Regions from separate parts of the Zea mays genome. Here region 1 is linked to region 2. A link is a contact called in public Hi-C data. All regions are on one chromosome and are shown on one strand. Each heading gives the region's core, a stretch centred on a gene start, on an enhancer-like site or on the middle of the called end of the contact. The rest is flanking DNA. Distances are from core to core; before and after follow the strand shown.

The links. Hi-C and Micro-C count contacts between places; a contact is called where the count stands out from the background.
Region 1: a Hi-C map of an unstated tissue shows a contact between it and region 2, with 3 times the contacts expected there. The contact joins the enhancer-like site here to the promoter of LOC103630229 in region 2. A contact is called at or near these places in 7 of 25 Hi-C or Micro-C datasets (bundle sheath, ear, endosperm and 3 more).

What each region holds. Positions count from the first base shown.
Region 1 is chr6:149,785,907-149,790,153 of Zm-B73-REFERENCE-NAM-5.0, reverse strand. LOC103630236 (phospholipase D zeta 1) reads right to left here. Exons shown (of 20, transcript XM_008651305.4): 7 at 4,245-4,247; 8 at 4,045-4,161; 9 at 392-531; 10 at 139-288; 11 at 1-62. Among protein-coding and RNA genes, the nearest start is that of LOC103630236, 19 kb to the right of the region's middle. Within about 2 kb of position 2,188, at least 3 of the 20 cell types and tissues checked have an H3K27ac peak or open chromatin away from gene starts, as enhancers often do.
Region 2 is chr6:149,554,713-149,558,432 of Zm-B73-REFERENCE-NAM-5.0, reverse strand. LOC103630229 (peroxisomal fatty acid beta-oxidation multifunctional protein MFP2) reads left to right here and starts at 1,381. Exons shown (of 17, transcript XM_008651302.4): 1 at 1,381-1,917; 2 at 2,602-2,673; 3 at 2,750-2,806; 4 at 2,884-2,937; 5 at 3,024-3,091; 6 at 3,194-3,275. The coding sequence starts at 1,824.

The sequences.
Region 1 (4,247 bases), core at 939-3,438, 230 kb before region 2:
GATATTTATCACGGTCCAGCTCATCTTTCATGGTGTCCTCCCAGGAATTGGGTTCAGATTCCCTATTTACAGAGATGAAGTGACATTTAGGGACTTTGCCCCATACATCTGAATGGGTAGAAGATAACAACAAAATACCTGGGATTGTAGTAGTCCTTTCCTGGCCACATCTCTGGAGGAGAATCAGCGACTTTGTGCTCAGGACTATCGTAGCGACCAAAGCACAGATCAAGACCTCCAATATAACATACTTGATTATCAACAATCACAATCTTCTCATGGTGTGACCTTAAAGGCAAAACAATAAAAGTAAAAAAAATTCAGATCAAATAAAATAAAAAAAACTTTTTATTTAACAAAAAGGAAACAGGGAACAAAAAATCAATCATACCACAAGTATACACCACTTGAGAAGTGATCAGGGTAACGCAGAACTTTAACATTTTCATGAATGTTAAGTAGCCTCTGTTTACTGTATAAGCTGTTAATTTTCAAAGCAAGAGCAACTTCCTTGTACAAGAGAATGTAAATCTGCAAAAATGAATTCAAAATTTCAAAGTCATCCAAGATAATAAGTAATTATAAAGAAAGTCTGAATCCATTTGATGCTATTTTCTGTGTTCTTTTTTTCTCGAACCACACAGGAGAGCTGCGCGTCATTTAATTAAGAAGAAAAAGACCCCCCCCTCCCCCCACCCGCAAAAAAAAGATTATACACCCAGGGGGGTATTACAACTCACACTTACACAGTACCAGGCCCATTCACGACCAAAACCTGAAGGGCAGCAGCCCCAGCTAAACATCAAAGACGACCTTCAGCCATAACAGCTAGCACAACACTTTGGACAGTAGGCCTAGTACCCTTAAAAACGAAGGCATTCCTATGTTTCCAGAGCTCCCAGGCAATAAGAATCACTAAGGAATTAAACCCCTTCCTCTCTTCCTTGGGCAAAGCAGCAGAGGCCTGGCACCACCAGGAGTTAAAACGATTATCAATCCTGGGAGGCCTAACTACCGGGATGATCCTGTTAAGCACTAAGCTCGATACTTCCCTACCCAGCAATTGCAGGCCTATTGGTCTGGGAGGGCTTGGAATTCATAATCTGGAGACGCTTGGCTGGGCATTACACATGCGCTGGCTATGGCTTAAGAAGACTCAAGGTGACTGTCCATTGGCTAAGCTGGAATTGCAGGTACATCCGAATGTTACTGCCATGTTTATGGCTTCTGTTGCGTCGTTGGTCGGAGATGGAAAGAACATCTTATTCTGGACCGACCGGTGGCTCCATGGTCAGTCCATCCATCAACTTGTGCCTGCTCTGATCTCCCATGTGCCTAGAAAATATATGAACAAACGCAGAGTGAAGGATGCCTTGGCAAACAGACAATGAATGAGGGATATTACGGGAGGGTTATCGGTGCAGGCCATCATGGATTTTCTTTGGCTATGGAGCCTGCTAGAGGATTGGCAGCTGGAACCGGATGTTCCTGGTCGCCATGTATGGACACCCGCGGCCTCCGGTACCTACTCCTCTAAGTCAGCTTATATCCGGTTCTTTCATGGCTCTATTGAGTTTGAACCTGCTTCTCGCATCTGGAGGACTTGGGCACCACCTAGTCCAACATCGGTTCCTAGCTGCTAGCCACAAAAAGATTTTGCATTTTGGCAGCGCCCAAGATTTCCAAATGCGTCTCCAAGGTTCAAAAACAATAGATCCATTGTAGAAAGCCAAGTAAGCTGATTTTGCTATGTATTGCTGAGTTCCAAGCATATAGAACAACATAATTACCTTGGGAGACCTGTTTGCATCAGCTTCTGCATACACTTCAATTGGAAGCTAGCTTTTATGGTAGATTTTCCAAGAGGCAAAGCAGATAAAAGCGTATCGGAGTTGGTGGAGCCAAAAGGGATTAAGGGAAGCAAAGGCACAACTACCGGCATACCCTCACCTTCAGCCACCTTCACTAGTGAATATTGCAGCAATGGGTGACTGGAAAGCATGGCAGCAGAAGAAATCTCTCTCCCTGCTATCTGACAGGTAGGCAACAGAGAAGAGCGTGAAAAGGGAGGAAGAGCCAGGAAGAGGCAAAGATATGCAACAGCAAGCCATGAGCAGGGTGAGCATGACATGGGAACAGCTGGCCATGTGTGGGGACGAGGACAGAGTGGTGTCTTGCATGCGGCCGAGGAATATTACAGATGGTGGGTGGCATGCGCCAGGGAAGTGAATGGGAGCTCAACTGGAGGACAAGACTGCAGTTGGGGAAAGCTGGAGGTTGGCCATGTTTAGGGGAAAGAGCCTTTCACGTTGTATCTGAGAATCGACAAAGAAGCATGCTGTTTCGAAGCGTCAATCATTTTTTCCTTTCGCAAGAAGCAGCCACAAAAGCTGCCTCAAACAGAGATTTGTTTTGGCATGCTTGGTTTTATATTTACTCATTTTACTTCTAATAATAAAGGCATTTGGAAAAAAAATTGTTGCCTCAAGAAACCAAAGTGACAGAACCAATTCACATGTATAGTTTATGAAGAAATTAATTTATTTCTTGCAAAAAATAACTTACGATACATGCATATGTTAGTATGTTAGCAACGGTCTCCATACTACCATTCAATTCCAATTAGAATGGTAGGTACACAGCATTTTCACATGAATAAAACAGTTACTGGTATATTGCATATGTTATCAGTTAAAATACCTGTTCCAGCCATTCTAAATGTTTGATTAAAATAAACGATCTGGCGTCCTCAGTTCCAGCTTACATGGAATGGGAGGTAAATGAAACTGTTTTATTTATTCTTACAGGTTCAGTTACCTACTCTCTGTGAGTAGCCCATGGCTAAATAACATTTTCTGGTGCTCCTTCCAGCATGCCTTCACGGGTAACGGCCTCACCCTCTCTATTACTGTTTTATGTCCCCTAGGCATTAAACTATGGCCTAGGCTAGCTTACTATGAAAAAAAAAATCCTTGGGAATAACATGATCCATATAATGCAGCTTCTAGGATATTAGGTGTTATAACTTTAAACACAAAACTAGAAGAGTATCTTCAATAAGAGTTTGTACATATCACTTTAAATATTTATGAACATGTTACTTGTGCATTTATCCCAGATTTAATCTCATTAATTACCCAACAGTTCCTGACACAAAAAGTTTGACTGAGAAACATAAACAAGTTTTTTCCATCACTACTCGGACAATAAAAAGCATAGTATGTTTTTTAAATAATTTCTTAGTAAATATGAACATTAAAAATATATTGCCACTAATAAGGCCTCTTTGGAAATACTATTGTTTCTTCAAATAATTTCATATTAGATCTAATAAGCGCATGATACAACAAAACCAATGTTATTAAAACGACGTTTAAACGTCAAAACGGTAATTAGAGGTTGAAACCACGTTTTGGCGTTCTAAACTGTAAAACAGCGTTGCATGTGTTTTAGACCATTAGCTACTTTTGGGTCCGGTCTGTTAGTTACTCTTGGGTTCAATCCGGCTCATGGGTGAAGTTTTTGGTAAGGCACTAACCTCTCTATTTTGGTATTTAACTTTATGTTATTGTCTGAAATAATGATATATTGGTATTTTTCCTATGTTGTTTAAAACTACGTTTAAACTTTTAAAAGTCAAAACTTCACTCATAAGTGTTTCAACGTTTTATCGTTTTAATAACCTTGAACAAAACTAAAGCATCCACTGTTAAGAAATGGCCCAATACTTTTCCTTTTTTGCCACAAATATTAAAACTTTGCGAAATTCAGTTGTCCTGTGCGTCATAACAGATTGACAACTATTCTATCGTTTCAAACCTCAGATGTATCATCATCCGTGGCAGATAAAAAGCAAGGAAGGATAGGGACATGCAGGTGGTGAAATCCTAGAATGCAGAGGTATTTCTCAAATGTTCATTTAGCATCTGTTCTACTATTTTCTTGTTCTCTTTCTTGTATGGCCTTGTTAGCCATTAGCATGCATAAACCAATTTTTTGTCAATTTCTGATGAAACTCGTAAAAATAAGGAGCAACGATGGTACCTGTACACCCTGCTTAGCTCTTGCTTCCAGTAGAGCATCAAGTCTAGATGATCCATGATGTTGGAATGGGCGTCGAAGATACAACTCTGGGCAGAGCCACCAGCCAGTAATAAATATCTGCATCGAACTTTAATCATCTTCCTTAACAAACAGGTAGAAAATTATCCTGTAGTAAATGTTGAAGGAAATAAAAAGCTAACCTC
Region 2 (3,720 bases), core at 132-2,631:
AATGTTCAGAGCTAACACTTGGATGGCTATGCATTCTTTGTTGTTGGGTAGTATGCAGCAGGCGGGCTGGCAGTGCCTCAGGAAGTGTGGCTTCGGCGGGAGTGGCTCTGGAAGTAGCGCGCGGCCAAGCCCGCGGCCTTGTAGAGCGCACGATCCGTGTCGGCCATGACGCGCGCGGCGGGGCGCTCGTACAGCTCGACCCATGCCGCCTGCCACAGGAGCTCGGCGAGCTTCATGGTGCGGGATTGTAGCTCCGTGCAGTCCGCCCTGAGGCACTGCCAGCCCGCCTGCTGCGCCACCCGGTCCGCGAGCTAGATGGGCTTGGCCAGCATCGCCTTCGACCCCTCCCCCATCGTCGTCGCTCGGGGTTGTAGGTGAATTTTGGGCGGATAGCGTGGTGCGTCTGGGCAATCGGCAGGATAGATCACCCCCACGAACTGAACTTTAAATCGGGGGCTAACGCCGAGGGGCAGAGGGACCAAGACGGCGGCAGGGAAATGCAAGGAAAAATCCCGCCACTAACAAACCGCCGCACGCCCAGCAAGTCCAAGGCGTCGGGCGCGTGGGTTTCTAAGCTGCTTGCTTGGCTTTGGTGTGGCCGCCGGTGTGCTGTGGGCTGTGGCGTTGCCGTCTTGGGTTTCGTCGCTTGGCGAGCACAGATGAGGATCGAGGAGCGCTCGGGGCAGGTGGGTCAGTCAGTCGTGCGACCAGATACATAAATTACCATGATATTATATTTTCTCGTTGCAACGCACGAGCACTCATCTAGTTAGACATAAATCAACAATCTAAAGCCTGACTCGTGAATCTGACCCACACTACACAAGAGATATTGGAACCATGGGGTTGTGAATCGCACTATAAAAAATGTCTGGATATATTTTTTTGTTCTCAATCATTATTATTTTACAATGAGTAAAATCCTAATTTATAATTTGTTTGACCTTTTTACACTCAATTTAACTAGCTCATCTTATTAAAAAAATATTATTTTTATCTTATATCGTTTAACATATAATATAATATAAGTAGGACTTTATTTTTATAAAAAAATTGAATAAACTGTCAAACTTAATAAAAAATTAAATGAATTATAAATTGAGACAGAAAAAAACCGGCCACCACTCTCTGGGTCTCTCCCACACGATATAATTAGATATGCTCCCCGTGAAACACGGTGTGACCCTGATGGCCTGATCAAACGCCAACTCATGGTTACACTGTCACACTCACATTGGGTCACTGGGCACACGGCAATAGACTTGGTACTCCATTAATAGTTTAGCTGTAAAGAGTGACACTCCATAAATCAGTTGGCAAAACTACTAGTAGTATTTTTTTTTGAATATACTCCGCTGTGCTGTTCTCAAATCCTGGGCTCTTGGCTGTCACATCTCACAAGCATACAAAACCCCTGAGGTCCCATTCCCATCGGCCATAAAACCCAGGCCAACACGGCGCCCCGGAATCCCTCCACTCCTCCCGCCGCACTACCGTTGCCGTTGCGATTCGCGAGTCCTCCCTAGCCGCCGGGCGCCGCGCCCCGCCGGCCCTTCCTCCCGCTGCATACTACATTAGCCAGGGGCTCGGCGACCCGGTGCGGCGGTGCCAGCAGCCGCAGCCGGCAGGCAGCATCAGGCCAGCATCTCGGCCTCGGCGTGACCCGGTGGCCGCGTGGGCAGGCAGCAGACTGAGCCCTGCAAACCGCATGCACGCACGCCGCAGGCAGGCTAGCAAGCAGTCAGCTCTGTATTGATTGTGCTTTTGGAGTGGCACTAAACGTGGAAATTGACGGGCTCCGCTACTGGTAGCCGTTGCCGTAGATGGCGAGGGGCATCACCACCATGGAGGTGCGCGCCGACGGCGTGGCCGTCATCACCATCATCAACCCGCCCGTCAACGCCCTCTCGCTCGACGGTATTACTCGTCTATTCTCCCCAAATCTGTTCCCATTCACCGCGGACGCTGCGTGTTTTTTTTCCCTCGTATAGGTTCCTTCGTTTGGACACTCGGTGATTTCCCCCTCGTATAGGTTCCTTATTAGTTGAAGGATTATTGTTGGGGAATGCTCTTGGATCAATCGATCTTCGCTTGGCGTGGTAACTGTTGCCGTGGGGGAATGAACTGTTCTGTCTGCTAGTGGATGAACAGTAGTACCGCCTCGCCCATGCATAACCAGCACTTTGTTCTTTGTTCCCGTCGTTATAGCTGTATTTTGGAGTACATTTTATTTGTTTTACGCAACAAGACAACTTATGTCGGCTCTGGCGGACTGACTCTTTCCTCATCCTTTGATTGTCAATCCTACATGCTTTGTATTCTACGACTGCTGTTTGTCTGACCTGATCCGGTGCAGTGGTGAGAACCGTATGTCCGTATCACCGAGTTACAGATCATGGGTTCGAAGCAGTCTCTCCACGTTTAAGGAAAAAAGCTTGTCTTGGTTTATCTCTTACTCCGTCCCACTCATGTGAAGCCTCATACTGTCATACACTTGTGAAGCTGATAATAATTGTTCATATTCATACAACTTTGTATGATGTTTACTCTAAATCAACACCACAGACCAGACCATTAAGCCCTCTCGTTTCTGTTTTGCAGTCATAGCTAGTTTGCAGAGGAACTATGCAGAGGCTCTAAGCAGGAACGATATCAAGGCAATCGTCCTCACTGGTATATCACCCAAATAAGTTTCTTGTCAAGTGTCCTACGCTAGTGCCATGTTTCTAGTGCTTTTCTTGTTGCACAGGTTCCAAAGGAAGGTTTTGTGGTGGATTCGATATAGCCGCGTTTGAAAATAAGCCAAGTAAGAATGACAGTTCTGTCCAAGTATTTTCTGGCCCTTTTTACTCCTGGATAACTAAATAATTTACATGTCATTAGAAAATGAGAAGCCTGGATCCATGTCTATTGATTTTTTGACTGACATAGTGGAAGGTAATTTATCATGTTCTTGCATTAAGCACGCATGTTCGTAAGCAAGTATAGTCCATTGTTGAGACATCGAGTGTTTGTGCTGCCAGATGCTCACAAACCGTCAGTGGCTGCTATAGATGGCATTGCTCTAGGTGGTGGATTGGAGGTTGCGATGGTATATGTCTAAGTTGTTTTTCGTCATATCATGCTTTAGATTGCTGTATTTTTTGCTCAAACACTTGCCTATTTCTTATACGTCGAAAATCTTTCTGTGCAGGTTTGCCATGCTCGCATTTCAACACCGTCAGCTCAGTTAGGACTACCTGAACTTCAACTTGGAATCATTCCTGGAATGGGAGGTATTCTCAACCCCCCAACATATACTCTCATAAATGACCCAATATTTTCTCAACCTCCTCTATTTATGGTGTTTTAGCTTTAAGCCTAAACGTTAATATGCTTGATCCTGCACTTATCTCCTTTTGGCAAAAGGATCCTTGCACCCATGCTCGGATTTCCACGATGAACGGTATATGAAAGTGTTCCTGCCACAAAAGTAGAATTAAATCTTCGGTAATTCTCAATGATACATTGACATATTTGCTGGACATACTAGAACCATAACATGTTGGATGTAGCTCCTCCAAACAGGCTTGATGTGTTCAAGTGGATGCCTAGAGGGGTGGGGGTGAATAGGCTCTACAAAAAATGTTCACTAAAAATTAGCACATAAAGTACCAAAACATAGCACATTGCCCCAAACCTGGTCTAGTTGAGGTGTGAAGCCAACATAGTCAGGTTGTG